2 separate regions of the Lactuca sativa genome follow, and region 1 is linked to region 2. Evidence: chromatin contacts called from public Hi-C data. All regions are on one chromosome and are shown on one strand. The core of a region is the stretch at or near the end of the contact, and the rest is flanking DNA. Distances in the headings are between cores, read along the strand shown.

Region 1 (3,531 bases), core at 1,012-3,511, 410 kb before region 2:
TACTTTGATGGATTTGCTATAATTAGTAGATTATTAAAAGTTTTTATCTTCATAAATAACTACGGTTATAATAGAGAACAAATAGGTAATCAACAAACAACAAAACATGATAACTATTTCATAGACTAGAAAACAAATTGTTACATTACAAAGATTACATAAAAACTTCAACAAACATGACAAATAAGTTGAAAAATCGATGACTAACAAGAAATGGCAACACTAATTGGTAGAATGTAAATATACACGTTTCTCCACTGCCTATTTAAGAATTAATTGTTACATATTTATTAAGCATTTTAATACATCGATAGAGGTGGTGCCTTAATCATTCTATACTAAATAGTAAGAAAGCATAAAAAATATATATGTATTTTTTTTTATCGGTGTTAACATGATCACATATGAAGAGGTAAATGAATGGTCATCGAAGACCCTCTTCAATCGATAGTGTAATCCTTATGTAGATCTTAATTCATACTAAATTATGTAGATCTTAATTCATACTAAAGTCCCGTTTGATAGTTTCTGTCTGGAAAAGTGCTGTCTGGTAAAGTTTTCTGACCGGGAAAGAAGCCATGCTGTTTGATTGTACATCTGATTGACTATGCTGAATGATGAAAAAAAATAATAATTCAATAAAAAATAAAATTAAAAAAAAATTATTTTAAAAAATTAATAATCCAAAAAAGAAAAAAAGAAGTGAGGTTTGGTGCATAATTGTCTTTCCAGCTCATTCAGCCAGAAGGATATGATTTTGAGGCTTTCTGGAAAAGTCATATCTTACTGAGAAAGACATTTTTTTTGTGCAAGTCAAACAGTCTTTCCGGTCCATTCAACCAGAAAAATCTGTTTGGACCTGGACGCATATCAAACGGGTCCTGAGACTATAAGTAAATTAATCATCAGTTGCTTGGTTGTCTTTTTGTGTATCGACAAAAATTTATAGTTAAATCAAAACAATAAAAAACAAACAAGATTATTAGTGATTTTGTAAAATAAGAGAGATGTAAAATATGTAAAAGCAAAGATAATTATGAATTTGAATATAATTCATGATATTTTAAGATTATAATGATCATAAAAGCACATAGCAAAGAAAACACAAAAATTAGAACTTAAATATGATGACCCACTACAAATCTTGTTCTAGCAACTTTTAGCATAAAATAGTAATTCAACTTATGGTGTAGATCAAGTATTTACTCTTGTGTGGAATGGTAAAGTTGATCTTTTAAAGTTTACTAGTTTCTAATTAACCTATAGTATAATATATTAATACACTATTCCCTTTGGTTTTTCTTTTGTAAATCGTATTCTGTATGTAATCCAAAAAAATATTACTAATTATGAAAAATCATTAACTTTTTGTGACCATAAACATATTTCCAACAAATATGTACTAGATCACCATCTGTGTTTGCATTGTTTTCTTTATTAAACATCTTTTATGAACGTTTTGGTGATATATTTTGTATTGCAGTAGTTTTTCTCCTGATATTAACATAACTTGCAAGTATACAAAATGTTTTTTTTTTTTTCGCAAACTAATAATGTAACCAATTGTACGTAATATCGAGCTAAGACTTGAAAACCATAATATCGCTAATTTATGGTGATCAATCCACAGGTTAGTGGTTGTTTTTTTTAGTAAATAAAGTCTCATTGGTTATCTAGAAATACAAGTACACCTTTTATGGTCATTTTAATAAATAAATCTTATATTTAATCCTCAAATATTTTTTACTAACTAATTTGGTTAATCTTGATCTTTAATATTAAATATTTAATTCGTAACAGTCATATAATATTTTTACCATATATGGTTATAGTTGTGTAATGTTTTTTATTCTATTGTTATACAAAAAAAGTAAAATATAAACTCTTCTTTAAACTCTAGATTTAGAATTACTTTGTTTAGTTTCACGTACAGTAATATATTTATTATACTAAATGTTATTGTAATATAATATTTTAAAAAATACATTTTGATTAAAAATAGCAAATTGAATGATAGAGTTTTATAAAATATTTTTTAAAATAAATTAGATAATTATAAAAACATTTTAAGCAGTTAATAATTTGAAAAAAAAGGTAAAATAGTTATTTTTTTTTTTTAAATTATGATAATAATTTTTTTATAATAAATTTTGTAAACATCTAAAAAAAATAAAAAATTATATTTATAATATACGTAAATAATGTTGGGTAATGAATGATATTTTTTAGGTAAAAATGCAGAAAATCAATGATATTTTTCCGACAAAAAAATAGTCTTTGTTGGGTAAAGAAAAGTGTAAAAGCTTCAAGAGAGTGTTCTTCCACCGCGGACCTGTTGATGATTCTTCGTCCTCTCCGAACGATGTCAGATTCTCCGACGAGTGATGAAGGAAGTTCCGATCTTCAACTCGCAAATAATGAACTGAAAACCCCCAATTCATTAGATGCTCTTGTGACTATCGCTCAACTACCACCATCGTTACCCTTTCCTTTTGCTCCTATCACACCATTAACTAAATTATCGGTCTCTCTCTCTCTCTCTCTCTCTCTCTCTCTCTCTCTCTCTCCCTCTCTTTCTACACATATTTACACAATTTCTTATTGTGTCTGCATAATTTGATTCATTAATGGTTAGATCTGGTTGTGTTAATCACAGGGTAAACGAAAGAGGTTGAAGACCTCGAGATATGATTTTCCTTCAAACAATGCAGAGAAGAAACGTTCATCTTCAAAACATAAGGTGATCACTGATCAGATTTCGAGTTTGTTTTCTTAAATTGTTGTGTTTCATCTATTCTACAACGGAATTATCTAACATTACGAGTTTCGATAGTCAAAATTCTCAACATCAAAACTTCATAATCGTTACGATAGTTAAATACTTCGCGATCTGTTCATACTGTGATGTTTATCAAGCTAGAATTTATGGTTTTTAGTACAAACCCCCAAAACTGTTGATGAAAAACCCTAACACCATGAATGAAGTGATTAATTTCAGTTACGTTAACACATAGTTGAAAAAGATTACTGTTTTCATTATCAGGCGAAGCATGATCCATCGGATACTCCAGCCCAAATCTCACCAACTATGATTCGAGCAGGGGAGCTTCAATCAAGCCTTGGATCTGATCATCCTAGCTTTAAAAAAATCATGCTCAAATCACATGTTGTTAGTTGTTTTTGGATGGTAATTTGACTAATTTCACTATATAACTTGTGAAATTTCTTTCTATTTTTATAATAAATTTCTGTTTGCAGGGTCTTCCAGTGCCTTTCTGCAGATCATTTCTACCAAAACAAGAAACTTTAATGGTGATTGAAGATGAAAATGGACAACAATATAAGCTTAAATATATTGCTCATAAGACTGGACTTAGTGCAGGATGGAGGAACTTTGCAATTGCACATAAATTGCTTGAAGGAGATGTTTTGGTTTTCCAGTTAGTTGAATCCAACAAATTTAAGGTACAAATCTTGCTCTTTTATCTGTCGATTTTAATTATATTATGTAGCAATTCAATTAGTATCGAA
Region 2 (3,442 bases), core at 517-3,016:
TAATATCATATCAAACAATTAAACTAGAAAAAAAAAAAACAACTACAAAATAAACGAATCAAATCTCTCAAAAGTCTAATAAGATAACTTTACTTAAAAATCACATGTTATTGTTTTAACAAAATAGTTCTTGTAAATTGTAATCATATAAAGGGACTCATATCTATGATACCTGATTACCAATTCACTTGAAAGAAACCCCAAAAAAATGTCTTTAAAACATTTCAAAAATCTGTTCAAGAAAAAAACACAAAACCAAATTCAAATATTCAAGCAAGAAAAATCTTTGGTTTGTATTAAAAAAATGAAAATATTAAAAAAGAATAACAAAAACTTACATTTATTGGCATTTCTGCAATCACAAGATTGCTGCTTTCCTCAATGGTTTTAAGTGCCACCACTTCTCCCCCAACAACCATGTTAATCACAATCCCATCTACATTATTCAACAACATAACTTTTAACTTAAGATATTATTTTTATATAATTATTAATTAATAAGTAAGATGTATTAATTAAAAAAAAAAGATATGGAAAAAACCTGTAGCCAAACATGTTGTCATTCGCCTCATATATGTTTCCTGATAAATATCACAATTCAAAAATCGTTTATCAAATTGGATCCATTTATAAAATGTGGTTCATATAATTGTATAAAAGTACCTTTTTTGTTGGGAGTTCATAGTTTATAAGAACACTAGAACTGATGGATGATTCTCCTGAAGCAAGAAGAGGAAGACAAGAATCAGTTGCAACTATCATATGAGATTTCTGTTCTTCCTTTTCATCTCCAGATTGAATGGATGCTGAATTTTGATTCCATTTTGTTGTTGCATAGCGAAATTTATCTAGAATCAATGCACGTTCAGCTTCAGTAAGGTCACTATACTGAGAAGAAAAGGTTCAGAAAATGATGATAGAATGTAAATTATTGACCTTGAATGCAAAGATCATAAGAGAAAAAGGCAGATGAAATACCAGAGGTGTAACAGTGATGTAAGAGATGTTGGAGATGGAAGAACAAACAGCATCAAGCTCATCTCGTGTGCTGCAACAAACCACCATTGGCAGCCATGGCCGACGCCCTGCCATTTCTAATAGATCCACCAATGTCTCCTGTCGATTTTCACTAAAAGCTTCAATAACAATCTCGAATTTTCTCCATGAATGTCGTATATACTTCCAAATTGCAGAGAAATATTGAACTACGAATCGGATTATAGTTGAAAAAATACACAATTTTCACCTCCGGATTGAGAATTGAACTTAATATGAAAGATGAAGGATTTTTCGGGATAAAATTGAGGAAAGATCTAAATGAACATGGAGATAGAAAGTCGTGTATGTGGTTGAATTTTATAAAGGGGATAAAATGAATTGATGATTCCGAATAAGAAACGATTTTTCTTAACTGAAACGTAAATAGAGCAAGAGATGGACCATCTTAAACTGGATTCTGTCGACGGCGAGATAGAAATGGCGTTGTGGACTGCAATATACACAACATGATTCATCAAATTAGCTTCTCTATACATTGTCGCTCTAGCTGTGAAAACAAAATAGTTTCGAATCAACAAATGAATTACAGTGAAAAAATCAGATTCCGATACCTAATAGAAGCGGGAGCAGGAGAAGGATGTGAAGATGCCTCCATTAACTCCATCTCCGGCGAGAAACTCCGGCGAAAGAAAACCCTACCGATCCTTCTCTTTGCAACGCAGTCAGGCAATAAGGTTTTACCAGTTCGTCGAGCATCGTGACTTATTTTAAGTAGTTTACAAAAGTAGTTCTTAGGATTAATTAATTGTCATATTTACTCTTTTTTCTTTCTATTTTTTCTATAAAGGTCCTTATCACTTGGATTTTTGCCCTTTTAAAAATGAGTTATAACTTATAATTTATAAACAAGCCATGTGGATGGAGAGAAAAAGAAAGGGATAATGACTTTAGGAGGTAATTAGGTTTTTAGTTTGTCTGTATTAGATTATTAAGGTTTTTTTTGTGCGTATTATACCAATATGATTGTTATTACTGTTTAGAAATAGTCTTTTTTATCGGTTTCTTTCTGTTTAACCGGTAAAAATGACTATTTCTAAAGGATGATAACAACCATATTGGTCTAATACGCATAAAAAAAAAAAAAAAAAAAAAAAAAAAAAAAAAAAAAAACCTTAATGACCTAATACGGACAAACTAAAAACCTAATTACCCTCCTAAGTTATTATCCCACAAAAAAAAAACTCGAACATGAAACTTTTGCAATGGTTTTTGCTACATAATCCTAATTGAGGTATAGAAAAAAAAATCTATAAAAATATTTGAGTTTGATATTGTGACGATATTAAGTTTATTTCAATCTAATTATTCGATTTTATTATCTTACATCGAATCTTTTATATTTTTATAATATTTATAATTTTGTTATTAATATATACAATTTTTAAAATTATATTTGAATATTATATGTGATATTATAAATACGAAGTTGGTTATGTAATCAGTGTTTACATCATAATCCATAATATTGATATATATTACTTTCATAATTAAAATTGCAAAGTTGGACTCTCAAGCTCCTAGCATTTCGTACTCGATTATCCAAGTCGACGGTATGTCGAGTTGATGGCACCAGTATTCAACCACTTCTTTAGTTTCGTTCATCTTTTGTCTCTATCGTCTCACCAATTCTCGAGTCATGATCATCTCTCACGTTTTTACCGTGTGAGAAGTAGTAAAAGTTCCAAATGTTGCAAAGTAGCTAAAGTTGACAAAGGTTGCTACCTAATCGAAGTTATCTAATAAAAAGTTGGAACATAAAGACAATTCTTGAGTTCATTACAACACTTAATAGGGTCGATATTCTAAATAGTTTCTTTTATAACGACAATAACATTAAAACTAAAGAAGCTAGAAAATTATATAGCACATAGTATAGTATGATTAATAAACCAATCAAACTAACATTACCTCGGCAATTTAGCTATATACTTAATCTAATTGAAAGTCAGAAAATTGAATATCATCCATCGTTCTCATCAGATTGCACCTCTGCTTTTTGAAAATGATATCGTTCCTAACTTTCCATAAAGGCCACAACACTATATAAGCCAAAAAAAAACAATTTACATCTCCTTTTGTCAACCTTTCAAATAACGTCGAAATGAATGAAGAAAAGCTCACAAGGGCAACACCTATAAGTCAAGTCTCGACCAAGCACAAAACTACTTCTCCAAACAAAACAATTCACTTTCAATGAGATACAATTAATCCAATTGAAAGAGATATCAAGGCTTCTGGAGTCAAAATCACCCATGCACATTCCTAATATGCTAACCAAGAAATATCCATTTGCATTATCTTTAAAACTCCAAGAACTAATAGATGAAGTCAACCTTACAATCTCAATTTCATGTGCAACTCCACAAGTTGATTCGTCTCTGTG

The links. A called contact is a pair of places that touch in the nucleus more often than the background predicts.
Region 1: a contact with region 2 is called in a Hi-C map of seed, with 5 times the contacts expected there. The contact joins the promoter of LOC111916477 here to the promoter of LOC111916476 in region 2. A contact is called at or near these places in 2 of 4 Hi-C or Micro-C datasets (leaf and seed).

The regions. Positions count from the first base shown.
Region 1 is chr4:367,243,477-367,247,007 of Lsat_Salinas_v11, reverse strand. LOC111916477 (B3 domain-containing protein Os01g0234100) reads left to right here and starts at 2,261. Exons shown (of 6, transcript XM_023912144.3): 1 at 2,261-2,524; 2 at 2,657-2,740; 3 at 3,044-3,187; 4 at 3,259-3,465. The coding sequence starts at 2,339.
Region 2 is chr4:366,832,765-366,836,206 of Lsat_Salinas_v11, reverse strand. It overlaps LOC111916476 (ATP-dependent RNA helicase eIF4A), which reads right to left and starts at 1,766. Exons shown (of 7, transcript XM_023912143.3): 1 at 1,611-1,766; 2 at 1,441-1,489; 3 at 979-1,116; 4 at 664-888; 5 at 542-581; 6 at 339-436; 7 at 64-232. The coding sequence starts at 1,663. The coding sequence ends at 215.